2 separate regions of the Mus musculus genome follow, and region 2 is linked to region 1. The links are chromatin contacts, called in public promoter capture Hi-C maps. All regions are on one chromosome and are shown on one strand. Each heading gives the region's core, a stretch centred on a gene start, on an enhancer-like site or on the middle of the called end of the contact. The rest is flanking DNA. Distances are from core to core; before and after follow the strand shown.

The links. Promoter capture Hi-C pulls out the DNA fragments that hold promoters and counts their contacts.
Region 2: a contact with region 1 is called in a promoter capture Hi-C map of hippocampal neurons, with 1.8 times the contacts expected there. The contact joins two enhancer-like sites. A contact is called at or near these places in 7 of 39 promoter capture datasets (the 3T3-L1 cell line, embryonic stem cells, hippocampal neurons and 3 more), 1 of 15 datasets of contacts at CTCF or cohesin (large pre-B cells), 8 of 484 Hi-C or Micro-C datasets (the AML12 cell line, the G1E-ER4 cell line, colorectal tumor organoids and 5 more) and 1 of 115 datasets of contacts at active chromatin or transcription factors (astrocytes).

The regions. Positions count from the first base shown.
Region 1 is chr9:77,593,924-77,596,684 of GRCm38.p6, forward strand. No RefSeq gene overlaps it. Among named protein-coding and RNA genes, the nearest start is that of Klhl31, 41 kb to the right of the region's middle. Within about 2 kb of position 1,393, at least 21 of the 459 cell types and tissues checked have an H3K27ac peak or open chromatin away from gene starts, as enhancers often do. A contact at or near this core is called in hippocampal neurons, where this site is marked.
Region 2 is chr9:78,005,484-78,008,244 of GRCm38.p6, forward strand. It overlaps a transcript of Gm34829 not described here. Among named protein-coding and RNA genes, the nearest start is that of Gm39375, 6.0 kb to the right of the region's middle. Within about 2 kb of position 1,363, at least 44 of the 459 cell types and tissues checked have an H3K27ac peak or open chromatin away from gene starts, as enhancers often do. A contact at or near this core is called in hippocampal neurons, where this site is marked.

The sequences.
Region 1 (2,761 bases), core at 143-2,642:
ACACACACACACACACACACACACACACACACACACACACACACTAGCATGGCAGAATGTATGAATGTCTGGGAATTTCAGGTCAGTCAGGTATCTACTGAATAGTCTAAAATGACTAAGCACATAAAACAATAAAAATTAGGAAAAACAGAACTGCAGAAAATAGCCCAATACAATGCTGATAAATGAAATACGCATTTGTGGACACTCAACAGGTATATAAGGAAGAACAAAGTGAGTATTAGCTAACTAAAAGATTATTCAGGGACCAAGATGGAAAGGATGCCTGAGAGATGCCCCAGACAGATAATATAAGGGGATGTCGATATTTGAATATAATATGACTAAGCCCTGGCTATCCTGGAACTCACTTTGTAGACCAGGCTGGCCTCGAACTCAGAAATCTGCCTGCCTCTGCCTCCCGAGTGCTGGGATTAAAGGCGTATGCCACCACACCCGACTTGCTTTACAAGTTTTTTAAAAGCTTGACTTAACAGATTCAGAAAGTTAAAAAGTGCTAAATGGTATAAGTAAGATCAAATCTGTTTATCCATGGTGCATGGTGTGTGTGTGTGTGTCTGTGTGTGTGTGTGTCTGTGTGTGTGTGTGTCTGTGTAACACTATCCATTCATCTGTATTTCATCATGGACAAGAAGAGCCCAAGAGAACCCAACCCTACATGAAGCACTAAATAGCAATTACCAGACTGTGGTGGCTTAATAAGATGTCTCCATAGTTTCAAGCTTCTGAATACTTGGTCCCCAGTTTGTGACACTGGAGTAGGTTTAAGAGCTATGAACTTGCTGGAGGAAGTATATCACGGAGGGTGGGTTTTGAGGTTTCAAATGCTATGCATTCTCCCCCCTCCTCTTTCCCTCTCTCCCTGCCTCTCACTCTCCCCACTTTCTGACTGTCTCTGTCTCTCTCCCTTTCCCTGTCTGTCTCTCTTTGTCCCTGTCTCTGTCCCTCTGTCTCAGTCTCTCTGTCACTCTCTGTCTTTCTCTGTCTCTCTATCTCTGCCTCTCTCAGTTAACAAACCCCTTTTGGTTCTTTTCATAGGGCTCTGCAGCTCCACAGCTATACCAGGAAGGGAATTCACAACTCTTTTTAATCTCTGGTTGCCTGGAACAAGGCAGAAACCTGCAGTTCCCAAGCAGACTTCTTTTCCATATTAGCATTGGAGTTAAAGCCTTAACTCCACAAACAGAAGGCACAATGTGGAGCAAGAGGTCTCTCGTCCCGCCTATCCTGCTTCTAGCTCGCCAGGGCTCTTAATGCGTCTATTGTTACCTAGCACTGGAAATAGCGCTTTCTCTCTTAAGCCTCACTGCTATTTGTACTTGTTCTGTGCTTGTTCAAAATGCCTGGCTGGTTGCTTTTATCTGCGGAAACTTGCATAATTCCAGGGGCGGTGCTGTACACATTTATTGGGGGAGAAAAACATGTTCTCTCCCAGCTGTGTGCGAGGCAAACAGAATCCAGTAAACAGGCATACATTTTATCAGGCCAGCTTGGGAATATAGACTGTCATGATCACTTTCCCAAGCTACAGAAACAACAGTGAATCAACTGCTGGGTTAATTAGAACCCAGACTCGCAGCCCATCCTCAGCTCGGAGAATGAGCACTATTTTCCTTTGCCCTAATTGCGTGATAATCTTAAATATCATCATTTTGTAAAAGACCCTGTAACTACAAATTACGCTGCCAACCATATTATTGGGTCTCAAAATGTGACTGCAGTTTGAAGACAGTTGCAACTTGCAAAACAAACACAAAGAAAAATGTCGTCACCAAAGAACAGCACTGTTACCAGGCAATAGGACCACTCTACCTCTCTGTGGATGCGGTGCTCTTTGCTTTCCAGTCCCCTGCCCCCCCCCCATATATTTAAAAAGACATCAGTCGGAGGGTGGGTGGGTGGGTGGATGGGGGCCGGGGAATGGAATATGGAGTGTAAAAAATAAATTTAAAATAAAACTAAAATTAAAAAAAAAAAAAGACATCAGAATGTCTCTTTGTCTTATCAGCAGATTACAGGTGACAGGAGGTAAATTCCAAAAAGCTGCCGGGATGGGTAATCTTTGAGTTTGACAGTCTTTCCTGGCAACAGCATTCCAGTGTGTCGGCAGTATGGAGGAGCCAATCACGAAATAATTGTATAAGATGCAAATGTCACCACCATTCCAATCAGTATCAGTGAAACGCAGACGCTAAAAGAACTTTCTATAAGTAAGCCTGATTAAACTCGGGGACCATAGCAGGCTACTTTGCTGTTAGATCATTACTATAGAATTTTATTTGAGCATTTGCTCCGAGAGACTACAGTGTTGGAAACTACAGAGCCCCATTTTGCCCAGGTGTGCTAGCACCAGGGGTGGGAAATCTAGGACAGGAAAAGAACTCATGTCAAGTAGAATGTGGAACATTATTAGAAAATTTAACCCCATTAGAATGGCAACAAGCCTTTTCTCAAACACACAGCTTCTCATGTGTGTGTGCGTGTGTGAATATATATACCAAACTAAAGGTAAAATGACAGGGTAGGTTGAGAAACTCGCGATAATTCCCAGCTAGTCTTTACAGATGTTCTTCTAGGCTATCGCCACTAGGGGGCAGGGCAGGCTGCTTCAATTTCCTAGGACATTTTCCCCACTAGGGGCGCTGTAAGTTATGGCGAGAAGAAGCAGGTTAAGTCTGAACTGACCATGGGATTACAGGGGTTAGGATTCCCCCTCGGGAATCTTAGTCTTATTAGTAAA
Region 2 (2,761 bases), core at 113-2,612, 410 kb after region 1:
TTGTCACCAGCTCAGACAACCTGATTTTGAACCCTAGGCCCCCATGGTGGAGGAATAGGACTTACTCCTGTGGGTTGTGCTCTGACTTCTGCATGTGTGCTGTGACATGCACACACCAGCACATGCACACACACATAAGTAACAAAAGCTTAAGAAAAGCTGGACCACTCTAGAGGGACATGTGTGCAGTACCTGCGGGGGCCAGAAGAGGGCATTAGACCCTTTGGAACTACAGTTATGGACGGTTGCAAGCTGCCCCGAAGATGCTGGGGAACTTGAATCTGGGTCCCTGCAAGAGCAGCCAGTGCTCTTAACCACTGAGCTATCTTTGTAGCCCAAGATATTATTTGGTAATAGTTTGTCTTAATGACACCATATCATATGCAAACTGATAGATAGATAGATAGATAGATAGATAGATAGATAGATGATAGATAGATAGATAGATAGATAGATAGATAGATAGATAGATAGTGTATTCATTTCTGGGTTTGAGATAGTCTAATAAACATCATATAGTCCAGTTATTTCTTTAGCTTACTGGTTTTTGTTTATTGTGACCACAAACGCAGTATGAGCATGGCTCTTCGAATTCCCTCCGTCTGCACCCTAAATTTGTCAGCCACCGAGGCCACCGAGTTTCACCTCTCTTACCTACCAGAGTGACTTTCCTCCCTTCAGAACCCAAGACCTTCATATCCTAACCATGCTTTGCATCAGAGTTCTAATTTTGCCAATCAGGAAGTTCATTAGCCTCACTGGGCTTGTTCAAGCTGCCTGTGTTCATATTCATATGTAAACTTGTATCATCTGACTTATAATAAGCCGTGTGTCTGGCAGGCGGCTTGTCCCCACAAACCCTGAAGGTGTCACTGCACAAGGTGCCAGGCTGTGTGAGGCTGACATTCCCTCTGCGCTCCCAGGATGAGCCAGCGCCGCAGTCTACTGAGTCAGGCGCACAGGCTGGAGACGGTCCGCTTGCTTCCCTGTCTCTCCGCTGTCCTCTTTCCATTCTTTGCAACTCAAGGGTTAGGAGGACAGGCAGTTAAGGCAGTTAACCTAGATGAAGCACAACAACCATGTAAGCGAATAGGTCCCAAACTGTTTAAACCACAAACAAGCTTATCACCTGCCCAAGTGACCCTGCCTTTGGAAATCTGTGCTGGTGGAACAGATAGCAGCCACCCACAGCGCAAGCCTCAACACACTGTCCTGGAATACTCCCGACCTTGAGCTGCCCTGGATACCCAAGAGAGCAAACCAACGCTATATTCCTAATGGCGCCTTGCCAATCCCCCAGCAAAGGCCTTGGAACTGAGCCTTAGCTACTGCCACCTCCGCACTTCACCAGGCTCGTGGGCTCCACCTTCTGGCCAGTGTTCCCCTGGCCTGGCCTGGCCTGTTCGTTGACGGTACAGGAGACTCTTAAGGGCAGCAATTTTGCTGAATTCCTCTGCTAGCCCGGGACAGTTTGGAATGGCACAGCCTGGACACAAGATGCTTCCCAGGGCTAGGTGGGTGGTGTCCAGAGACGCCGAGAACCCTCTAGGTAAACAGCATATCCACCCAAGGACGCTGGTCAGCCAAGACGGTGAAGTCCTGGAAGCATGCTCACTTGGGACCTTCCCCTAGCATCTGGTTCTTGCCTCTTGTATCGATCCTCAAATGGTCAATAAAATCACGGTCCCAAATCTATTCTTTTGATTGTTTGCTTGTTTTTGTTTGGTTGTTTGTTTGGGTTTTTTTTGTTGTTGTTGTTTGTTTTTTTGTTTTGTTTTGTTTTGTTTTTTGTTGTGTTTTTGTTTGTTTGTTTGTTTGTTTTTTGAGACAGGGTTTCTCTGTATAGCTCTGGCTGTCCTGGAACTCACTCTGTAGACCAGATCTATTCTTCCTTGGATGTAGATGTCGTGTTCCTTTTTCCTCAACTTAAACTCCAGATTCTCTGTGTGGCCACATCTCTGTGTGGAGCTTTTTGTATGCTCTGCCCCAGCCCTTCATGAAAATCAAGCAGATGAGGCTGGAAAGTTTCAATGGTCAAGTTCTTGAAGAAGTTCTGGGTTCACACATGCATAATAATAATAATAATAATAATAATAATAATAATAATAATAAACATGAATCTTTCTTGTTAAAAATCATTAAACCAAGTCTTTAAACCAGTTTAAGGAATGCTAATATATTGTTTTTCACACTGTGGTTTAAGTGTTTTAGTTCTGAGAGAAAAAGACTATGACTATCCCATAATACTTTACTGCTTGCTCTGGCTCCTTCACCTGGCTAAGCAGTGCTGCCTCTGGTAACTAGGGTGTGTATGCCTGTTGCAGTTTAGCTCTTTGCTTAGGATTTTTGTTTCTCTGCGTGTCTAGGTGCGTTTTGCCTGCGTAGATGACTGGGCACTGTGTGTGCATTGCCTGCGGAGGCCAGAAGAGAGTGTTTCATCTCTTGGAATTGAAGTTACAGACTCTGTAAGCCGCCATGTGGGTGCTGAGAACTGAACCTGGCTCCTCGGCCAGAGCAGCCAGTGATCTTACCCTCAGAGCCATCTCTCCAGCCCTCTTGTTTGGTTGGTTTTGGTTGGTTGGTTGGTTGGTTGGTTGGTTGGTTGGTTGGTTGGTTGATTGGTTGGTTGGTTCAGCTTGGGTTTTTGTTGTTGTTTGGGTTTATTTTATTTTATTTTTTTCTGTCAACCCTCTTTTTACTGTGTGCTTTACATAATCCTAATTTCAATATTTGTGACATCCATTCCCAACACCTGAATTGT